Linked DNA regions of Capsicum annuum: region 1 is linked to region 2. A link is a contact called in public Hi-C data. All regions are on one chromosome and are shown on one strand. The core of a region is the stretch at or near the end of the contact, and the rest is flanking DNA. Distances in the headings are between cores, read along the strand shown.

Region 1 (4,657 bases), core at 1,492-3,991, 77 kb before region 2:
AAAACGACAAAGTTGAGGTAGAAGTCATGTCTGCTCAGCATAGTTCAAACACCAAGTGGCCCATTCTAGACCCAGTTCACGTTACTTTTTTGACTGGGTTCATGCTCTGGAAACCAACTCCAGCTAGTGGCACTCCAGGTCTGAAGGTAGCAAACTTGCAATAATGGGAGGCCTGGCTTGGTGCTGACCATTGCTTATCATGAGTTCAGATATTAAGCTCAAGATGTCTATCCTCCAACCCCTTCATCTCGCAAAATTGAACAAAAATCAGCACTATCTTAATTAATCATTGCATTCTTTTATGTTCACCAATGTCTTCTTTTGTGAGTTGACAATACATCCTCTATACTTGTACTATAGAGCATACATTGTATCTCCAGTAATTTGAGATTAAATTTTCACCATTAGTGGGTTTTATGATACTCTTCCATAATCGACTAAAAGCGAATACAGTTGCCTGCTAAATTAATGCATAGTCGCCATTGACCCCACCACTAAAGCTGCTTTTTAATGAATTATGCACACAAGTAATGGAGCATTCACCAATAATCGTTGCAAGAACATAGTCCATCCTTAAAATGGTGAAATCTGTTGGCATCTCTTAAAATTATCTCTCGTCCTATGACTTTAGCAATTAATTTAATAGCAGAATGACAATCACCACAAACCCGGAGATTTTTCATTACTCTTATAGGCACACCTTCAGGCAATTTAACAAGTCCATAAGCCACAGCTAGTTTCTCACTGTGATAATTCAAGCTATGCAACTTTTCTTCTTCCTCCACATCATGCAAAGCAAAGCTTCCATCAGGAATATATCCAGATTCTCTTAACATAGGGCCTAACCTTTCTAACATTTTGATAATTGAATCATTCTCAGGATGGGGTGTGCTCTGTCCACCAGAGAACATATGCACTTTTTTGTCTGCCTCAAGCCAACTACAACCAGGTGATTTAACCACTTCCCTAGACTGCATCAACTTCCTAAGTGAAGCAACATCAGTCCACTTACCTTTGGATGCATAAATATTAGAAAGTAGGACATAGGGCCCAGAATTTTCGGGTTCAAGCTGTATAAGTTTCTTTGAAGCAACTTCTGCCAAATCTAGGTTCATATGCATCCTACATGCACCCATCAAAGAACCCCAAATAATTGCATCTGTTTCTACAGTCATATTGTTGATCAGATCCATCGCCTCATTCAACCGGCCAACTCGACTAAGCATGTCAACCATGCAAGCATAATGTGCAGTCCCTCGTTCAATCTGATACTTTGAATTCATGGACTCAAAGATCTCTTGCCCTTCTTTCACTTTCCCAGTGTAGCTGCATGCAGATAAAACTCCAACAAAGGTAACCTCGTCTGCGGTAATACCTAAGGAACACATTTCTCTGAATATTTCAAGAGCTTCGTCTCCTAATCCATGTTGAGCATAACCTGTTATGATAGAATTCCACATGACCACATCTTTAGGAGAAAATCTATCAAATATTAATTTGGCCATGACAAAAGTACCGCATTTGATGTACATCGTGATTAATACAGAAGAGACATACACGTCATCATCACAGTCGGTTCTGATTAACTGTGCATGTACCTCTCTACCATAATTAAGACTTGCAAGACTAGCACAAATTGAAAGTATGCTTATCAACAAAGGGAAATTTGGCCTAAACCCTTCTACTTGCATTCGATGAAATAAATCCAGCGCCTCTAACTCATATCCTTTCCTTTCGTAAACCTTGATCATTGCACTCCATGTTGCATCATCTTTCTCCATCAAACGATCAAACACCATCCTAGCCTAAGCAACCTCTCCATTCTGTCCTACTCCAAATATTATGGCATTGCAAACAGGAGTTGTTCTAACAGGCATCAGCTCAAAAAGCTTCCACGCCTCTTCAAATCTACCATATTGCACATAACTTATCACAATTGCAGTCCATGATGTCTCATTCTTCTCAGGCATGAATTCAAAAAGTTTTCTAGCAATATCCAGGTTACCATTTTGGGCATATCCTGACACCATTGCAGTCCAAGAAACCACATTCTTTCGCGGCATTTCATCAAAGAGACCGCGAGCCTCATCCAACCCACCTAACATATTAGTCCTCACAACTATATCCTGACAATACCCACAAATCATATTAGTCCTCACAACTATATCCTTCAATGGCATCATATCATAAAGCCGTCTAGCCTCATCAATTCTCCTTTCTAGAATCAACCCACCTAACATCACAGTCCATGACACTACATTCTTTTCCGGCATTCGCCAAAACAATGCTTCCGCTTCCTCCACCAACCCCTCCTCAACATACCCTCTAACCATAGCAGTCCAAGAAATTACATTTCTTTCCGGCATTCTGTCAAACACCTTTCGTGCTTCCTTCACCATCTTATTCTTTACATAGCCTGAGATTAACCCATTCCAAAGAACAATGTTCCGTTCACTCATTTGATCAAAAAGACGCTGTGCTTCATGGGGTTGTTGATTTTGGAAATACCCAGCGATTATTGAGTTCCAAGAAGTTACAGTTCTGTTGGGCATTTCATCGAACACCTTCCGGGAATTCTGAATTTGGCCCAAACGAGCAAATTGAGAAATCTGAGAATTTGATGTAATGGTGTATTTGTGACAGTATTTCCGACATTGTTGAACAAAGAACAAGCGGTGCATCAATGAACCAAAGCTTTGTTGGATTCTTTGTGAGCAGAAAAGAAGTAGAAAATGTCGCATTAAGGAGTAGTACTCTAAGCATGCGAAGGTGGTACCCACTGGGAATTAAGGATGTCAGTAGAAGGAATGAAGTTTCTGGTGTTCTATTTTAGTCCCTATAAGTTTTATATTAAAGTTTATAGTTGGACATTTTGCTACATGATAATTTTCGATTTATATCATTTTAGTCCAATTGGTTTTGTTGGGGGGGGGAGGAAAGATGAGGAGGTGTGGGGTGGTATGACTAGTGCTCGTAACATGTCATTGAACCTCTCACTAACTAAAAATCAACGAATTTCGTCGGTGAGCAGCTGTCGTTGAATAAATTATCGCTCTTTCTACATCTATTGATTTGATATCTTCTAACATTTCGAGTTGAGAATTTTCCTCACATTCTTTTCATCTATGATTTCTTTCTTCAGGAACACTTATCAACAACGAGGAAGAAGCAACAATTTATCATGGCTCCTGGCCCAGATAGCATAGGGAGATCAGAGCAACATGAAACAAGTAGACAATATTTTATTTCTGAGTTGAGCTTTTATATTAAAATAAATTGACATAGCATTTTTTTTATCGTATTGGAATAAATTATCATGTGGCTTCACAACTTATACCATTTTTGACTCACCTTCTGTACCGATCAATATTAAAATACAGTGAGCAACAAAATTTTATTCCCTAATTCAAAGTAAAATCTTTTAATAGTTTATATATATATATATATATATTATCCACTACTTAGTGTGAATTATATTAAGATAACGATCGAACTTTGTTTATGTATAAATTATAATCAACACAGAAAGGTTCCAAGATAGGAATTTGAATGTTTATTAAAGAAGAAGAAGATATAATAAGATTTCCTTATCAAACTTCACATGATATATAATATCGAAATTTCGATATATCGCTAGGTTTTTTTCTAGGTCAATTTATGATAAGGTGGGTAAGAAAAAAGAAGTTTTACCGTGGATATTTAGCCATATAAAATATTCATATTTTTTCATAATAATTGTTTACTTTATTTGAATATCAGTTTATAATGGAAGTTTTAAATTCAACTTGAAGTTGTATTTTGAATTTGGAAACATGTTATTGGTTATTTTTCAACCCACTTTTTACTTTTGAAGTGTATTCAAAATACATTCAAGCATGAATACCGTCCCAAATATTCTTTTCAAAATAAAATTTCATCTTCAACTCTAACTTCATAAATTTTTCTAACAAGTGAAGAATATGCTTAAATACCATCTCGAATATTCTCTTAAAAATTAAAGTCCATCTTCTACTCCAATTTCAACTTCATAAATTTTTGAAATAATACATTAAAACCTCCCTAAACTTGTCCCGACAACTTACTTTAACACTTAAACTTAATAAATAATTATTTACCCCCCTAAATCTTTCTTAAGTGAATAAATTCTACCCTTACAGCTAACGTGGCATTAAAATAAAATAAAATAAAAAATCAGGTGAGTTTTAAAAAAAAAATCAAAATTATTTATTATAAATAAAAAATACCAAAAAAAAAACATACCCCACCCCCTTTCTTCTTCATCACTTCCACCCATTTTCTTTCTTTAATCTTCTCAAAATTCATTTTTTTTCTTCTAATCCTACCCACTAACTTGACACACACAGCTATACTCACACCTCACACACATGGTTACACACATACACACAGCTTCACAGAGAAACACACATATTACTCACAATACACACACGGCTGACCGGAAAAAAAAACACACACATCGACGAACGAATTTCAATGTCATTTTCATCTGCAACCTTGCAAAAAATAAATATAAGTTCAAATAGTGTAGATTTTTTACCTCAACAGAAATTGAGGATATGAATTTTTTACAAGCATTCCTAATAATTGGGGTCATCAAATTGAATTTGAAAATTAAAGAAAATACATGGTTTGAATGTTT
Region 2 (4,808 bases), core at 766-3,265:
TTGATACACAAATAATAATTGTACATATTTTTTTACACGTTTTATACAACAATTATATAATTTTCATACACTTTTTATATATATTTCATTCATATACATATTTGATAGAATTATATAACTTTTATACATATATCTTATATAGATACATATTCTATTTAACAATTATATCGCCGGTGTAACTTCTAAAGCCCTTGTTGCTCAGTCAAAGAAGTGCCCTGCAACTGCCAGAGAAAATTCATCTTCCATACCATCATGGCACACCAGAAGAAGAAGGGTAGCTAAACCAGATAGAATGCCTTGGAACACCAAGACAGTAGCAAGTGCGGCTACTGGAACACAATAAGGCGATGGTACAACCGTGGAATAAAAGTTGTGCCTCAACAAAAAACCTCGCATCTAGCATGTGGATTCCAAAGCTGTGACGCTTTTATATAATTTAATTATTATTTCTAAATAATTAAAAAAAACAGAATATTTGATCAGTTAAAAAATTTATAGCAAAAAAATATATATTAAAAGGGCCGAATTGTCCAAGTTGAATATTGTATCAGCATTGTATATAGACTGTATCAACATTGTATATGAACTGTATATGAATTACGTAGGCCAAAATGACCTAAATTAGGAAATGATTATAAATAGAAATAGTATATCCGACTAATCACTTTTTGAAAAGTTTTAAAACTTGGATTGTTTATTTTAAAAAGTGTTATAGAGTGTCATTTTCCCTTGAATAATTTTTGGGTAGAGAACACAACATGACCCACTATAAAACAAATGGCCCAAGATTGGGCCTTTGAACATAAAATGACCGGTCGGTCAATATAATTCCAAGAAATAGCCACTTTCATTTTGAGCTATTTTCGTGCTCTTCACCTCCTCCCCCCCTCTCTCTGCTCTACTTCTCCTTTTCTCATTTTCCACTACTCTGTTTTTTTTTTAAAAAAAAAATCTCTTATTCTAATTGCTCATTTCCATTGTTTCTCCGGTATGTCCTTTAATTCTTTGCCTCAGATTGTAATTTTTTTATTTATTTTAAGAAAATAAAATAAAATAGTAAATTTTTTTGGGGAGCGATTTGAATATCTTTTGGTCATTATACCAAGTGTTTTTTTTATTAAAATTGTATTGCGTGTTTTATTTGTTTCTTGAAAATCGATTTATCTATATTAAATTTTGTGTTATGTATGATGTGTTTTAACAACCTCAGTTAGAAATTCAGAATTGTACGCTGTGAAAAATTGACAGCATAATTATTCTGAAATTCTAGACTGAATTATATTTTAGGACTGAAATTTTAGTGGAAGTATATGTTTTGATAGTCTAGTGTTTACTTATTGTGAGTACATTCTACCCTCTTTTAATCTCGTTTGTGGGTTTATATTTGGGGATGTTGTTTGTAGTTAATATGATGAAGATAGTTAGAAGAATTGATTTTCTTCACTTTTTAAATTTAATCCTTAGTAATTGGAGAAATGAAGGTTGTTGTAATGACCCTCGAGGTCATTTACCCTGTTTTAATATATTTTCGGTGTCTAGAGTGTTTTCATAACTGTCCCAAGTTATTTATGACTTATTAGGATTGATAATTCGATTCTCAGGTGGTTTATTCGAAAATTTTAGTAATATCTGATACATTATGAAATATTTAATTTAAATTGACATTTAGTAGAAATATAAGTTATTATCCTTTTAAAATATTTTTGATACGTATAAAATTCTTTAAATTATGATATATTTATTATCTTATAATAACTTTTTATAATCTATTAATATTATAAGTGAAGATAATAAATCTAGATATATTAAAATATTATTATTATATAAAAGAAGTTTTTTAAAAATAATTTTCTATTAATTATGATATATTTAAAATATTATATTTATTTTAACTTGATCCTATACAATACCCTAACACGTACTTAATGAGATAAAGATTTAGGTGACATTAGCACCTCTACTACACGTGGAGATAATGGTAATAGATTACACATGCATTAGGATGAGGGAAGCTGCCACTTATCAATGAATTTGCCATATAAGTACTATAAGTGCTACATGTGGCATACATGCCAAATATATGTTGCTAAAAAGGATAAATCCTCACTTTCTCTCAATATATACTTTACTCAATTATGAATGAAAAGGTTGTTGCTTCACTTTAACTTTTTCTTCACTTTGAACATTTTGTACTTCATTTCATTAAAGATTTTAGTAAATATAGTTTGCAAGCTTTATACGGACACATATTGTATATGAAAATGCATACAGGGTACTCGTGAATCAATATACTTAGCAGAAAAATAGTGTGATGCTATATTCGATCCTCAAAAAGAAAATTGATTATTTATATCAAGTTCAAGTTCGGATTGTAGCGGGACACTATTCAGAGGCTTCTTGAAGAAGTTTTTTTTAGCTTGACATCTAGGTATGTTAGGCTTATCGTACATTTATATTGAGCTTATTTACTGAAATTGTATACTATTATACTAGTTTTGGATAAGTACTTGTAGTTGTACCGTGTGATATATATATATATATATATATATATATATATATATATATATATGGTTAGGACCTCGTTCTAGTAAGTTTTTGTGTCTTATGTTTTAGGATGATATAGCATCCATCACTTTAGACATGAAATTAAGTTGTGAAATCTTGAATTTATCCCTTTTTAATTAATAGTTGTGAATGGTTATTTAAATGTCTTTTAGTTTCCCCATAGGTTCAACATATACTTTATTTCTGTCATTAATTGTGAATTTTAGTACCACATTGGCATTGATTATGGTATGATATGGATTTTAGTGTTACTATGAGTTTCGATTCGAGCCCGACATCTGGTTTTGATGAATTGGGAGTTCTGGTATTGATTATGACATCTGGTTTTGATGAATTGGGAGTTCTGGTATTGATTATGGTTGTTCTGGGAGTTGTGGTTCCTCTGAGTTCTGGTTCGAGTCCGGCATCTGATTATGGTTGTGGTTCCTTTGAGTTTCGGTTTGAGTCCGACATTTGATTATGAGTTCTGTTGTATATCATATATGTGGCCTCTTGTTACTCAATATTTTCAGTTCGAATTCGAATTCGACATATGGCCTTTCGTTATTATCCATAACTACTAGTTCAAGTCCGGTGTTTGGCCTTTCATTACTATCCATTGGCACCGATTAAATTTCGGTGCACATCTGGATGACTACTGTGATTTTGTGAAATGAATTCAGTTACAGATTATTTATGCTTATTTTTATTTGTTGTTTCTTGTGTGTTCCACCGGCTTATGGGGGTACGATTGGGTTAATTGTCTTCTTCAGTGTGTCCAGCGGGCTTGTGGGGCGCAATTAGGTTATGTTTGATTTGTTTGTTATTACTGCGTTATTTATTTTCTGTATCGCTTATATTTATTCCTTTATCGTATTTGCGTAGCTTGGTAGTTGTTTACTTTTCTAGCCCTGTTTATTATTGGTTTAGACTACACCCTCGCATTTTAGTTATACCTTTTCGGTATTAAGCTCAGGCAGTCGATGATGCCTATTGAGTACCTATTGCTTTGGTACTCATACTACAATTCTGCATCTTTCCCCTAATGCAGATCCAAGTAGTAGCAACTAGCGTTGACGTGGTTCCTACCTTTCAGTACTGAGGGTGAGCTTACTGTCGTCCGAGGCTGATCCTCCTCTATCTATTCCACTCTAACCTTTTGTACTGGAGGTTGTTTGTATATATTGTGTATATCTTGAATTCTATCTAGTATTCTGGGTATCTTTCAGTAGTGACTCTAGTACCGACCTTACTCGATCTTGGGTGGGATTCGTTTGAATATTTGGTTCTTTTCCTTCTCTCGTTTTGATAAATAATATATGTTTCCCTTCCGTTTCTAGCTTGTTATTGCTATTGCTACCATTATACACGATCTTTTCTGATTTCTACCTATTAGCCCGTTACCTATTATTTTAGGTTATGGCTTAGCCTGGCTTGCCTACTGGGGGAATAAGGTAAGGTAGGCTTCATCATGACTTGAGAAATCGGGCCGTGATAGTTGTATAAAAATAGTATAATTATTGTCTACAGTATGTATTTGTATAAAATTTCTAGAGAAACTGTATAAGATTGTATAGGACTTCTATACAATGTGTATAGAAATTGAATTATTACTATTCAAATATGTACATATATAATATTTTTATGAAATTGTTGTGCAGAATATCTATCTGCATAATTATTATTGTATAGGACTTCTATACAATGTGTATAGGAATTGAATCATTACTATTCAAATATGAACATGTATAATATTTTTATGAAATTGTTTAATTGTTGTGCAAAATATCTATCTCCATAATTATTGTATAGAAACTGTATAATTATTGTATAATTATTTTATAGGAATTATATCAATTTGTATTATTGTTGTATATAGATTTTATAATTATTTTATATAAATTGTTTCATAGTGTATAATTATTGTATAAACATTGTATAATTATTGTATAAAATATATATAATTACAACTAAAGATTGTATGGAATGTGTATAAAAGTGTATAGTTGTTGTATGAAATATTGTATAACATGCATATAGAAATTATATCATTGTTGTATAGAATATGTATATGTACAAGATGTGGTAAAAAGTGTATCATCATTTATTAAAATATGTATATGTGCCATTAAAATATATTATTTGTAAAAATTTGTATTTTAAAAAAGTATAAAATTTTATTTTGTTACGATATTATAAATTTGTATTTAATTATTTAAAAAATTATAAAATTTTATTTGATTGTTTTATTGATAGAATTAAAA

What was found. Hi-C and Micro-C count contacts between places; a contact is called where the count stands out from the background.
Region 1: a contact with region 2 is called in a Hi-C map of pericarp, with 2.6 times the contacts expected there. The contact joins the promoter of LOC124885115 here to the enhancer-like site in region 2. A contact is called at or near these places in 4 of 5 Hi-C or Micro-C datasets (bud, leaf, pericarp and 1 more).

Annotation. Positions count from the first base shown.
Region 1 is chr1:135,338,284-135,342,940 of UCD10Xv1.1, reverse strand. It overlaps LOC124885115 (pentatricopeptide repeat-containing protein At1g56690, mitochondrial-like), which reads right to left and starts at 2,741. Exons shown (of 1, transcript XM_047407491.1): 1 at 540-2,741. The coding sequence starts at 2,741. The coding sequence ends at 540. It also overlaps the pseudogene LOC107879745.
Region 2 is chr1:135,260,513-135,265,320 of UCD10Xv1.1, reverse strand. No RefSeq gene overlaps it. Among protein-coding and RNA genes, the nearest start is that of LOC124896106, 58 kb to the right of the region's middle. Within about 2 kb of position 2,015, at least 1 of the 5 cell types and tissues checked has an H3K27ac peak or open chromatin away from gene starts, as enhancers often do. A contact at or near this core is called in pericarp, where this site is marked.